Regions from separate parts of the Zea mays genome. Here regions 1 and 3 are each linked to region 2. Evidence: chromatin contacts called from public Hi-C data. All regions are on one chromosome and are shown on one strand. Each heading gives the region's core, a stretch centred on a gene start, on an enhancer-like site or on the middle of the called end of the contact. The rest is flanking DNA. Distances are from core to core; before and after follow the strand shown.

The links. A called contact is a pair of places that touch in the nucleus more often than the background predicts.
Region 1: a Hi-C map of ear shows a contact between it and region 2, with 2.3 times the contacts expected there. The contact joins the promoter of LOC100284142 here to the promoter of LOC107548105 in region 2. A contact is called at or near these places in 8 of 25 Hi-C or Micro-C datasets (ear, leaf, leaf mesophyll and 3 more) and 1 of 3 datasets of contacts at active chromatin or transcription factors (leaf).
Region 3: a contact with region 2 is called in a Hi-C map of leaf, with 8 times the contacts expected there. The contact joins the promoter of LOC100281098 here to the promoter of LOC107548105 in region 2. A contact is called at or near these places in 10 of 25 Hi-C or Micro-C datasets (bundle sheath, ear, endosperm and 4 more) and 1 of 3 datasets of contacts at active chromatin or transcription factors (leaf).

Annotation. Positions count from the first base shown.
Region 1 is chr1:14,478,419-14,482,123 of Zm-B73-REFERENCE-NAM-5.0, forward strand. It overlaps LOC100284142, which reads left to right and starts at 2,031. Exons shown (of 3, transcript NM_001370615.1): 1 at 2,031-2,706. The coding sequence starts at 2,248.
Region 2 is chr1:14,253,786-14,257,725 of Zm-B73-REFERENCE-NAM-5.0, forward strand. LOC107548105 reads left to right here and starts at 2,483. Exons shown (of 3, transcript NM_001323023.1): 1 at 2,483-2,817; 2 at 2,959-3,291. The coding sequence starts at 2,587.
Region 3 is chr1:14,505,090-14,508,948 of Zm-B73-REFERENCE-NAM-5.0, forward strand. LOC100281098 (kelch motif family protein) reads left to right here and starts at 1,970. Exons shown (of 2, transcript NM_001154017.2): 1 at 1,970-2,264; 2 at 3,668-3,859. The coding sequence starts at 2,199. It overlaps LOC100282834 (PP2Ac-5 - Phosphatase 2A isoform 5 belonging to family 2), which reads right to left and starts at 1,588. Exons shown (of 11, transcript NM_001155740.1): 1 at 1,369-1,588; 2 at 599-655; 3 at 19-102. The coding sequence starts at 1,461.

The DNA.
Region 1 (3,705 bases), core at 781-3,280, 220 kb after region 2:
TCTGATAGTAGATGCAGTCAATAATAATAATAATAATAATAACAACAACAACAACAACAACAACAACAACAATAACAATAACAACAATAAATATCAATACTGACTGATAGCCCTATAAAGTTATGGAGTAAATTCGAGAAGTCGGGTATGCGCAGATGAAGCCATGCACTCATACTACTTCAATGGAATTTTGGTAGTATATAGATGTGAACATTTGAGGGCAATTTTGTATCCATTTTTTTGTTAAAGAGAGCTAAAAGATTCCAAAATAAACTCTCTTGTGTAACCCGATGAGATATGCGAAATACTTAAAAACTACAAAAAAAAATCCGTATTGGCCCAGAAACAACAAATATACCTCTAAGTACAACATTATTTTTTTGCTGAACATTGTAGTAACATGAAATCAAAGTTGTACTTCGGTCAAAGTAGTAACATGAAAAAATGCTTACACTTGACATGAACACTCAGAAGCATTTTTTAGTAATATCACCAACATACAACCTAGTTTATTTTTTATCGAATAGGAGTTCTAGGTTAGTTAGATGGTCAAACACTACTTGTTTGCACCATAACTTGTCTTGTCTTTTAATCATTTGAAGCATTATGCGCATTTGATTAGCCCATATAGGCGCCACACGCAAGCCGTCATGTAGGATGTCACATTGACACGACAAGACCTCGACGACATGGTCCACAACATAAAGACGTATTATTCAGTGTCCACTCCAGATCTAGAAACAAAATTAAAATCTCATAAATCTAAATATCAATATTTCTTTAAAAAGAGTTTAAAAAAAGTTTGTCGTGTCTAGGGTACTCTCATAAATCTAAATATCAATATTTCTTTAAAAAGAGTGTAAAAAAAGTTGGTCGTGTCTAGTGTCCTATGTTCGGCTAGAGATGGCCAAACGGGCCGCCCGGCCCGGCCCGGCCCGGGCCCGGTGAAGCCCGGCCAAAAACCGGGCCGGGTCTGCTGTGCCATCGTGCCATGGAAGAGCCCAAAAACCGGAGTTACGGGCCCAAAAACCGGGCCCAAAAACCGGGCTTCGTGTCGGGCTTACGGGCCTCGTGCTTTTTGGCCATCTATATGTTCGGCCATGGAAGACGACGCCGGTATAGCTTGGGATTTGGGACTTCGCCGACGCCCGGCCAGAGTCAACCATGCCGACGGTGTCCCGCCACCGCGGGAAGACGCGCGCCCAAAGTCAACGATGCTGTCGGTGTGTCTTAATCCTCCGGTGGCGATGCTCCCTCCTCATCCGTGGGTCCGGCTTCGGCTCCGGCTCCGGCCCCGGCCCCCTCCGCTTCCTCGAGAGCACCTTCGGTGTCAACGTACTTCGCCAACGTCGCGAGCTTCTTCAACATACAGGGCGCCGGCCGGCGTCGAGAATATCCGGTGCTTAGGAGCCTGCGACTGCGAGCAATGGGGAGGATGCGGCGGGCGAGCAGCGGCAAGAGGAGGGAGGACATCATCGGGGCCAGCCGCGAGAGTATCCAATGCCCTCTATCGCCGCTCCGCTCCACAAAAAGCACCACTCACAAGGCGCCACGAAGCCACATAGATACAGATACGCCGTACGCGTCGTTTCCGATGCTTACTTTCATGTCATATACAATTTCTTATCCTTATATGTCGATAAATATAAAAAAATTGTATGTCCTAACCTGTACGACTTACGATACGAAAGAGTATAAAATTGTGTTCGAGAGATATAGAAGCAATATGATATTTATAACAATAAATAAAAAATATATATATACATATATTAGCAACCGCGGCTTTCATCTAACCTCCACGTGAAGCGGACGTTACCCCAAGTCTGGTTGGCTGGTTCCCGCCAGCCGCGGGCTCCACCAGTCGGCCGGTCGCGTTCGGGTAAGCGAGAGCGGGTAAGCCATGGCGGGCGGTGGCTAATGCATTAAGGTATTTTATTTATGTGACGTCACATGAAGACAAACAGATGACGTAGGCTGTAGACCCCACCCTTCGCACATTGATGCCTGCCGCCCCATTCTCCATCCCGGCCATTACTCGGCCACGACTTGCCGACTACGATGCCAGCGCCAAGCCTCCGCCGCCCAGCTAAAAATCCCCCAGGCGTTCCTGAGCACCCGTTTATCATCACATGACCGGAGTCGGCCAGAATTTGCCGTAGCTCTCGCCCCCGCTCGCCGTGCGCTTCTCGTCCCATTCCCCCGGGATCGTAGATTCTCGAGCTGAGCTGAGCTGAGCTGAGCTGAGCGATGGATCGCGAGCTCAGCCCCAGGGGCAATGCTCCAGGGAGAGGGAGCGGCGGCGCGTCGTCATCGAAGCACAAGAACGGCGGCGGCGGCAAGAAGCCGATCAAGGTGCTTTACATCGCCAACCCCATGCGCGTCCAGACCAGCGCCGAGGGTTTCCGCGCCCTCGTGCAGGAGCTCACCGGCCAACACGCCGATCCCTCCAAGTACAGCCCCGGCGACCTTGACTCCGGCGCTGCCGCACAGGGTCTGAGCCCCAGGGCCAGGGTCGCGGACGTTTCGTCGGAAACCATCGTCGCAAGCCACAGCCCTGGCAGTAAGGCCGCGCCGCACGGAGGGGACTACTACGACGTCGAGGAAGACGAAGATGACGTCTTCAGGTCGCCTCACATGCTGCTGGAGAACAATTATACGGTGTTCTCGCCGCCGACGCTACTATATGACCATCACCCGCACAGCAAGGTACCCCCATCGATCTTCCGTGCCGCTCTATATATGATTCCATTTTTATCTCTCATTATTAACCGTTTCACAAGTTGCAAGCAAATCTGTATAGTACGTTAGGTCAGACCCACCGCATCAACCCGCATTAACGGAAACCAGCCCACCACCGTATCAACCCGCATCAACGGAAACCGTATCAACGGAAAAAGAAGACAAGAAACATTTTCTTTCTTAGTTAGCTTAGGGCACCAATATATAGATGATTTATTTTACAAAATAATAATCTAAGTTTAAGTTAATATATCTACACTATAAAGCACCATTATTAGAAAAAAAATTATGTACACTATTTTTTGATTCTCGCACTGTCATATTCATGAGCTATAGTACACTTATGGAGTTACGTTAGTTTGTACATGTACACATAAGTTTAATTCTATACATTTTATCATTTCATTACTCACATGAGTTAATGATTGCTATTCTTGTTCTCTGATGACTATAATCTCATGTCTCTCTCACCTAGTTTTAGCAATACATATAGCACTTGTATTATTACAGAAAAGTGCAACATTATTGAAATTGTCACATATCATACCCTTTTTAAGTGTAGCTATCGTCCAAAAGAATTTGGGACCAACAACAAACAACGAACTAAATAATCGATAACAGTGCAAGGAGGTAAGGGTGTTGTAGCATCCCTAGCCTCCACGCTGGATTCGTCCTTACTAAACTAGGTCTATGAACCATAATGTCAAACAAATAAAAGCATAAATTGAAGAAGGAAGAGGAATGATGAACTAAACCTAATATGAATCAACAAAAAAATACTCTCCCTATTTTAATTTATAAGTTATTTTCAATGGAAAGCATCAAATTAACAAAAGACAATTGCATGAAGAAACGTCAAAGACATCAGATTATAGCCAATGGGGAACAAGAGCAGCAACCATTAGTTCATGTAAGTAATAAAATGACAATAAATAAAAGTAAACTTAAAAGGTGTGCATGTACAAA
Region 2 (3,940 bases), core at 1,233-3,732:
AAGGAAAGTGTGCCACCACAACGGTACAACTTAACCAACATGTATATATTTTTTTTTTAAAAAAGAAGAAGCTGCCATCACACACTAGAAATTACTAAAGACCATCCTGGTCTCAAACTATAGCAAAGATCACCAGAATATATCAAATATCTCTTCTTCTTCTTCTTCTTTTTTCTCAAGGGCATGTTTTGACATCCGTATATCCACGTTAATCCATTCGTGTTGGTATGGAACTTGCTCTAAAATCATACGTATTCAACAGCATCAAGTTGCAATAATGCACGAAAGGAAACAGGCTCTACATCCTTAAACATCGAAACAAATGCGCGGTCTTCTCTTCTCCGGCTTGTGCCAAGCCAAGCGGCGCTCAAGTTGCAATAATGCAGGAAAGGGACACGTCCTCCTCCCGTGTCACGGTGTCAGTTTTGCGACGGACTCGTGTTGAGCTCGCACGAATGGTGGCCCGGCCGATCGACGTCGCCGGCCGCCTCCTAGGAGCAGGCACGCCGTGCCCATTGGCTATTGCGATGTCCTCATGTCACTTCAGTGGTTGATCGCGGCAGCAGCAGCAGCTACCGGCGTCATCATTCTGACAGTAACGCGGAAGCTGATATTCTGCGTCCACTACCGACTTGCTTGGTGCACAATGCAAGTAGCTGAATACAACGTCCATTCCCTTGTAGTAGCAGCTGCCGTATAGCAGCCAGCAGGAGTGAGTCTGAAGCAGGTCTATCACGGGACCCCTACATTAGGATCTTAATCAAATATACTTACGAGTCCATCATTTTGGGTAATAGCTGAATCTGGTCGCCAACAGACACGGGAAAGTATAGTTTTCTTTTTCTCTACGAATATTGACCTGCTATCAGCCCACATTCAAATGGTCAGTGCCAAGAACAACGATGCTGCAAGTAATTGAATAAATTCTGCTGCCTGGCCTGGGCAATGGGCGGCACCTGATCGGCCAGCAATAAAACGCGCGACCATCATCTCAGGCCTGGAGCAATGGCCCCCCCGCTCCTGTAAAACAGCGGAGTACGTCGGCCTGAATTCGTACACTTGTCATTGCTGGCTGGAATTCAGGGAAATCATCGGGGGGCTCAGGCGGAGGAGGCAGCGGGATTTAAAGCGAGAGATATGACTCGTCAGCGAGGTAGGGAGAGGAGAGACCCCCCACACGCCGCACAGGATCATTCAATGCCCCGCTGAACATGACAGACATGTTTTCATCAGTTCTTGTCTCTGATTCTGACAGTGACAGGAACGGATTGGTATACATAAACACAAGTTAAAATTATTTTTTATTCAGAGATGCGGACCATTCATACGGAGTACTGCTACCAAAAAAGGCACAAGGAACTGGGAAAAAAAATCACACAGAGATCAATCACCCTAGAGGCTTGGATCGCAGCCTAGCTAGCATTGATGAAGAAGGCAAGGCAAAGCCCAGAGGAAGCCGTCTCGTCTGCCGGTTTGTTGCCGCGTCGCCGTCGCTGCGTCGTTGCAGCGGCCGCCCCATCAAATGCGTCTCAGCACTTCAGCAGAGTGCCAAGGATCCGAGTCCGACCGATCAGTTCCCCCCCGCGTGCGTTTGCGTTTGCTTGCACGGGTTGCCGAGTCGCCGTCGCGTCCCGCCGCCGCCGCCGGTGCAGCCGAAAGCGCCTCGCCCCACCACCGATGCTTGCGGCCGCCGGCTAACGGCAACTGCACGTACCCATCGACTGGCGCGAGGCGCCATGCAAGAACATGGCCATGGGCCATGGCCCGTTCCCATCGAGGCCCAGGGGCCGAGCGAGACGAGACGGCCACGTCAACGGAACCGAATTCCCCCCTGTCCCCAGAACGGAAAGCTCCCCCCGCTAACCTCGGCCTCAGATCAAACGTGCGCGCTACTCCACCACCGCAAATGTTATGTAAGCGCTCACAGTCTGACGGAACGTTCTGCTTGGAACGGAGCGGAGCGGAACAACTTCCACAGCACAGCGAACGCGCGGTTCAGTTCTGCTGGTAAGAATTTCGTCAGGCGGCACAGGCTCAGGCGTCCTCAGCTGCAGCAGTGATTCGTCGATGGAACGTAACGATGCAGGGTTAGCTGGGCGCCCGGCGGTCGCTGAGCTCAGCTCAGCTGCCACGCACGCCGCCACCAACAACGCCACCACCACCGGTCCACCGGCGTGCGTGAGCGCGCGAGATTTTGACCGCTCCCCCAACCTCTCCACGCCCGTTTCGTTTCCTTCCTCCCTTCCCTTGGACGCTTACACGCTGCCCCTGCCTTTCGCGGCACTCCACACGCGCGCCACGGCCGAGCGCTCCCAGCCTCCCACTGAGACGCGGACCCTACCGGCGTGGGGGCCCCGCGTGTCAGTCAAGCCTACCGTTAGGCGACTCGTACGTCCTCCATCGAGGCGGGCTGCCGAGCTGCGTCTACGTCTCCGTCTGCGTGCGCGTCCGTGTCCTCCTCCGCCCCTCCGCTTAGTTATAACGAGAAGAAGCAACAGCTGAGCTGCCTCGAGCAGCAGCAACAAACACGCGCGGCACGGCACGGCAGCCTGACTCGGAAGCTACACGCAGGCCGGCCGTAGCGAGATGAAGTCGAGGGTGGCGCTGGAGCCGCTGGCGGAGGAGCCCGGCTGCGGGGAGGAGGACGCGGCGCGCCGGCGCTCGGGCCTCCACGCGGCGCTGCACCGGTGGGCGCGCCTCCTCTCCGGTGGCGTGGCAGGGGACGACGCCCGACCGGCCGCCGACCTGCGCGTGCTCCTCTCCGTGCTCGCCTGCCCGCTCTCCCCCGTGCCCCTCCTCCCGCGCCTTCCACGCCACGTACGTACGTGCGCGCGCCGCAGCCGCAGCCGCAGCCGCCGCGCCAACACTCTAAAACCTTCCTCCTCCGGGTCCCTCCCGCACCCCACCATATATGCGGGCGTTTGCTTCGCTTAGAATGACGGCACGCCGTACGTGCAGGTCGCGTCGTCGGCGCAGTACATCATCGAGCAGTTCAGGGCCACGACGGGGTGCGGGAAGCTGGAGGACGGCGCCGTCAAGAGCATGTACGCGTCCGGCCGGGTGCGCCTCTCCATGCTGCAGGAGCCCGGCGGTGGGGGAGGCGGCGGGCGCGGCCACGAGGGGAGCTTCGTGCTGTGGCAGCTCGCGCCCAGCATGTGGCTCGTCGAGATGTCCGTGGCCGGGCAGAGCGTCGCCGCGGGCAGCGACGGCCGCGTCGCCTGGCGCCGCACGCCCTGGCTCGGCGCCCACGCCGCGCGCGGCGGCTCCCGCCCGCTCCGACGCGCGCTCCAGGTTGGCACGCCCGCTCCCCCCCACTCTCACTGCCACTTGTTTGTTTTTGCATCGTGATGCCATGTTCCTTTGTTTTCCCCCCATCCGTGCGCCTTTTTCACCCCCGCCGCCTCGTCGCTTTGCCGATCGCCATGGCATGCCTCGCATGCACAGCGTTACTGCTGCTGCTGCTGTGCCTATGACAGGCGGGCTCCACTTGCGCCATTGCTAGCTTTCCCTCTGCTTTCGCATGCCAATCCATCGAATAGCCTCCTGCTTTTGCGCACGCCCTTTCGCTTTGCAGTCCATGAGAGAGAGAGGGAGAGAGAAAAGAAGAGTAGAAGATCCCTTAAAACAACTCGATGCGAATGCGAACGCGATGAAGAATCTTTGTTAAGCAAAAAAGCGCTTGGATGTGCATGGCCTCTGCACTGCACAGTTGTTATCTTGGGATCTGCAGCGCATGCCACACTGTTGATGTCATGATTGCCTGACGGCTCATTGCTCTGCTCTCATTTGAGCTCTGCAGGAGAGTCCCAGGTCCTAACTGGCTTTGTTTGACCTACATTAGCGGCAGTAGGTGGCGTGAGATTAGGCTGCCTTTATTTTTTGCATCCATCACATGGTGCTAGAATAAGAATATCTCTGTCTGTGGGCTGCTCTTTTTATA
Region 3 (3,859 bases), core at 720-3,219, 250 kb after region 2:
AGTCAAAATAGTTGGTACCTTCCCACCAATTCGGAAAAGCTCTACAAGATCATGGAATTGTCCATGTATATCACCACATATTGTAACTGGACTCTTGACAGGCTGCAAGCAAAGTTACAGAAGCTTAGAAGAAATACCTAAATTGCTACCACAACTACGTGAACATCATGCCATTATATGCATGCACTCAGTTTATAAGCCAATGGTTGAGCAGGATGAAATGGATTGAAACGGGAGGAAAGCCTTAAATTACATTATTTATCCTATATTCCTATTGTTAGTGTTACATTCTACAAGGAACCAGATTAAAATGAAAGCACTGAATCTATCGATCAAAATGAAAGCGACAAGACTGAAAGATTCAAAGTTCAACTCCTTAATCATAACATCATTGATACATAGTACGACAATAAGGGCCAACCAAAATGGAGCATCACAATAAACATTAAACAATGTTCTTCATTCGATGCAATGGCAAACATTATACTACTAGTTCAACAGCATTTGGAACAATCAATATAGGTACCTCCTACACCTAGAGTGAAACTGTGAAAAATACCCAGCCATCAGTGAGAGGTAAACTGCCAGCACAGCTTACCTGAACGTTGCTTTCCTCCATCAATATCTCCTTGGCCTTCTCGCACAGGGCCTTAACCTGAAATATGTGGGAGTCATTATGCCGATTCCAATAATGTTAGTCCTGCACATCTATGCACCAAGTATCCCTTCTTTTGGCCAAGCGGAAACATAGCACGCAACCACCAAATAAGCATTGTTTTCAAGTCTGGCTGGCCGATTTGGATGATTAATCATTTAATCGTGATTAATCACTATTAGTCGCACAACTTGGGCGATTAATCGCGATTGGTTTGGGTCCAAACCGACTTGAACGATTAATCGTGATTAGTTGGACGACTTGAAAACAGAGCAAATAAGTGTTTGTACTATCACACCCTAAATATTTGTCTGAGTTTGATTAAATTGGAAGATCACAATAGATGCAGCTTTCCATTTTTGTGCTACTTTTCTGCGAGAACAAAAGGAGATCTATTAACACGAATCAAATCTGAATCACAACATTCGGAATGATTCGAAGCTGCACTCTCTAGGCACAAACTACACACTAGACCATCACTCTATGCCAACGAATCACCAGATACCAAAAGAGGTTCAAATATCCCCCAAACCACCGGAACACCGGATCACACTTCCAACCAAACAGTGCACCGAAGAGAAGGCGAGAAACCCTAAGCGTGCCCTTGCAACAGATCAAAGGCAGTCTTATCATTCGGCAGATCACACCGCGAAATACAAACCAGCGAACTGGAAACCCGAATGGAACGGGGGTATAGCTGGACTGGATCTCACCTCCTGCTCGGCGAGCGGGCGGCACTGCATCAGCTGCTCGATCTGCGCGTCAAGGCCGCCGCAGCCGCCGTTGTCTACGTTCATGGGATCCATACCGCGGCCGCGTCTTCGATACGAGAAACCAGCTCGAGCTCGAGCTCAAGCTCGTCGCCGGCGGCGAGGCGGCGAGAGAGCGCGCGCGGGGCACTAGACTGACAGAGTGGGGAAGGAAATCGGGGAGGGGGGATCCGAGAAAGAGGCTGGAGAGATTGATCGGGAAGCCCGCTCGCCAGGTGGGCCTCCCTGCTCCACATATGGGCCCGCTCGCTCCATGCCGCGTGCGCCGTGGCAAGTGGTTCGGAGTTGGTCGGTGTATGGGTCCACGCTGTCAGTGGGCCAGATCATTGTGGGCAACGTGGAGCGAGGACCGAAAGATGAAGGTCACCCGGGGCCCACAGGACCCCACCTGTCAGGGCGTTGTGTCGTGAGTTAGAATGGGTCACTGACTTGGTGGTCCCGTCTTTCATGGGGCCATCTTTCAGTCACATCTTGTGCCGAGAGGACTCCGGTAACGGGCCCACGAGTCGGAGGTGAAGTTCATCTGCGGTCTGCCGACCAAATTGAGCTTGCGACTGCAAACCAATCCCTAGTGCCTAGTCGCCTGATCTGGGGAGAACGCATCTGAGACTGATTTTCGAGTCAAAGCTACTGCTCGTTTGAAGGGGAGCCACCTGTGCGGTTGCGCTCCTCTTTGCTCGTTGGGTTTTGGTTCAAGAGGGGGAAACCTTCGTGGAGACTGAAGAGGAAGGCCAAGTTCGAGGGTGTTCCTCGTCCACTCTTCTCGATCCGCAATGCGTGCGGCCGCCGGAGACGCCCCGCCGCGGCGTGCGGGGGGTATCCGCGTCCGTGTCCCACTGGTGAGCTCGGCTCCACTCCCACCTTTCTTGGCCTCGATTAGCACGCGCGCCTCCTAGCTGCGAGAGATGTAGGTTAGCTCACAGATGGTGGTTCCTGTGCCAAACGCGCCACCTTTCACTTGAGGCCTAGACCTTTCTTCTTGAATCTGGCGTTCTTGTGCGTAAGGCTTGGAGGATTACGAGCTTTGGGGATTGTTGGAACTTGGATGTCTCGGTTTGGGTCCTTTAGGGCTTGGTTTGGGAGTCTAGATCCAGTTGTCCATGGAACGCATCTTCTAGCGGTTAGTTTCCTTACTGTTTTTGCCTTGAGTATTGTTAGCTGCGGCGTGGATATGCCACTTTATTGTTAAGGAACCAAATGAGTATCACTATAACATCTACTGCATTTTATATTGGCCCCACTTGCCACGAAGTCGTCCTCAGTTTAGTAACAACGGACTGAACTTAGAAAATTTCTAGCTACTAGCTAAGATAGTCTCATTGCCCTATCTATACTCTAGACTGCTCATGAGCCACAGGTCTTAAATCTTTAGTTAAAAATGATGTCTATAAAAAAGTGGCAGACCCAATGCCGGAGGTCTGCAGAAGGGATAAACCGAGGCAAACCTTCTCTCATAAATTGCGAAGATATTGCTTTGAATCTGTGATCTGATGCAATGAGACAGCTCTCACCACTACACTAGGTCTGCCCTTCTTTAGGAAATAGGAATCATGTCTTCACATGGAGTTTTTAAGGACAGAAGACATTTCATATACGATTGAAATTATAAATGGTAACAATTATATGGACTCGCAAGTCGCGGCGGTGGCGGCACGCAGGGAGAAGAGAGATGTGGGGAGGGAGAAGGAGAGCTGGGGGGGGAAGGAGAAGGAGAACCAGGTGGCTGAGGGGATCGTACGGCTGAGAGGGAAGTTGCAGTGGCTATCTAGATGGAGGCTGAGGGAGGTATGACCTAACCCTAAAATTGTTGGGCTGTGGTGGGCCAATTAGTTGTGGGCTTCTTTATTTTTCTTTTTTCCTTTTCATATGTTTTCTCTTCTACTAGGCTGAAATGGGCCTACTAGGCCTTAGGTGCTCGCCTTAACGCTTTAATAACTATGGTCCGGAACTGAAGCTGAACCCCCTGAATCAAATCCCAGATTTTGAAATACTCACTGCTGAATGATCTGTTCCCTCGATTTTGTATGTTGAAACTCCCAAGATAGATAGTTTCAAGCATGGTTAGTTTTCTAGCACTAACTGTCTGAATCTCATCTGCATAACATCTTACTAGTAGGTGGACAAGAATTTGTTTCATTGGTAATTTCATGCCCAGCTAAAAGTATGGTTTTTTTATTTTTATCTCCTTTTTCCATGTTCAGGTGAATATTAGCGTTCTAACTTGGTAAATCAATAACTGCAGGTAGAGTCTGTCTCCTGCCACTGCAGGGTAGATGGAGGTCTTAAAACCGTTGTAAGTGCTAGGAAGTTTGTCCCCGGTGCAAAGCTGTGCATGCAACCTGATATCATACCAAACAAGCGCAAGTCAAGGAGCTCACGCAAGGAGAGATCCAAAACTCAATCACCACTGCTGCCTGGGCTTCCTGATGAACTG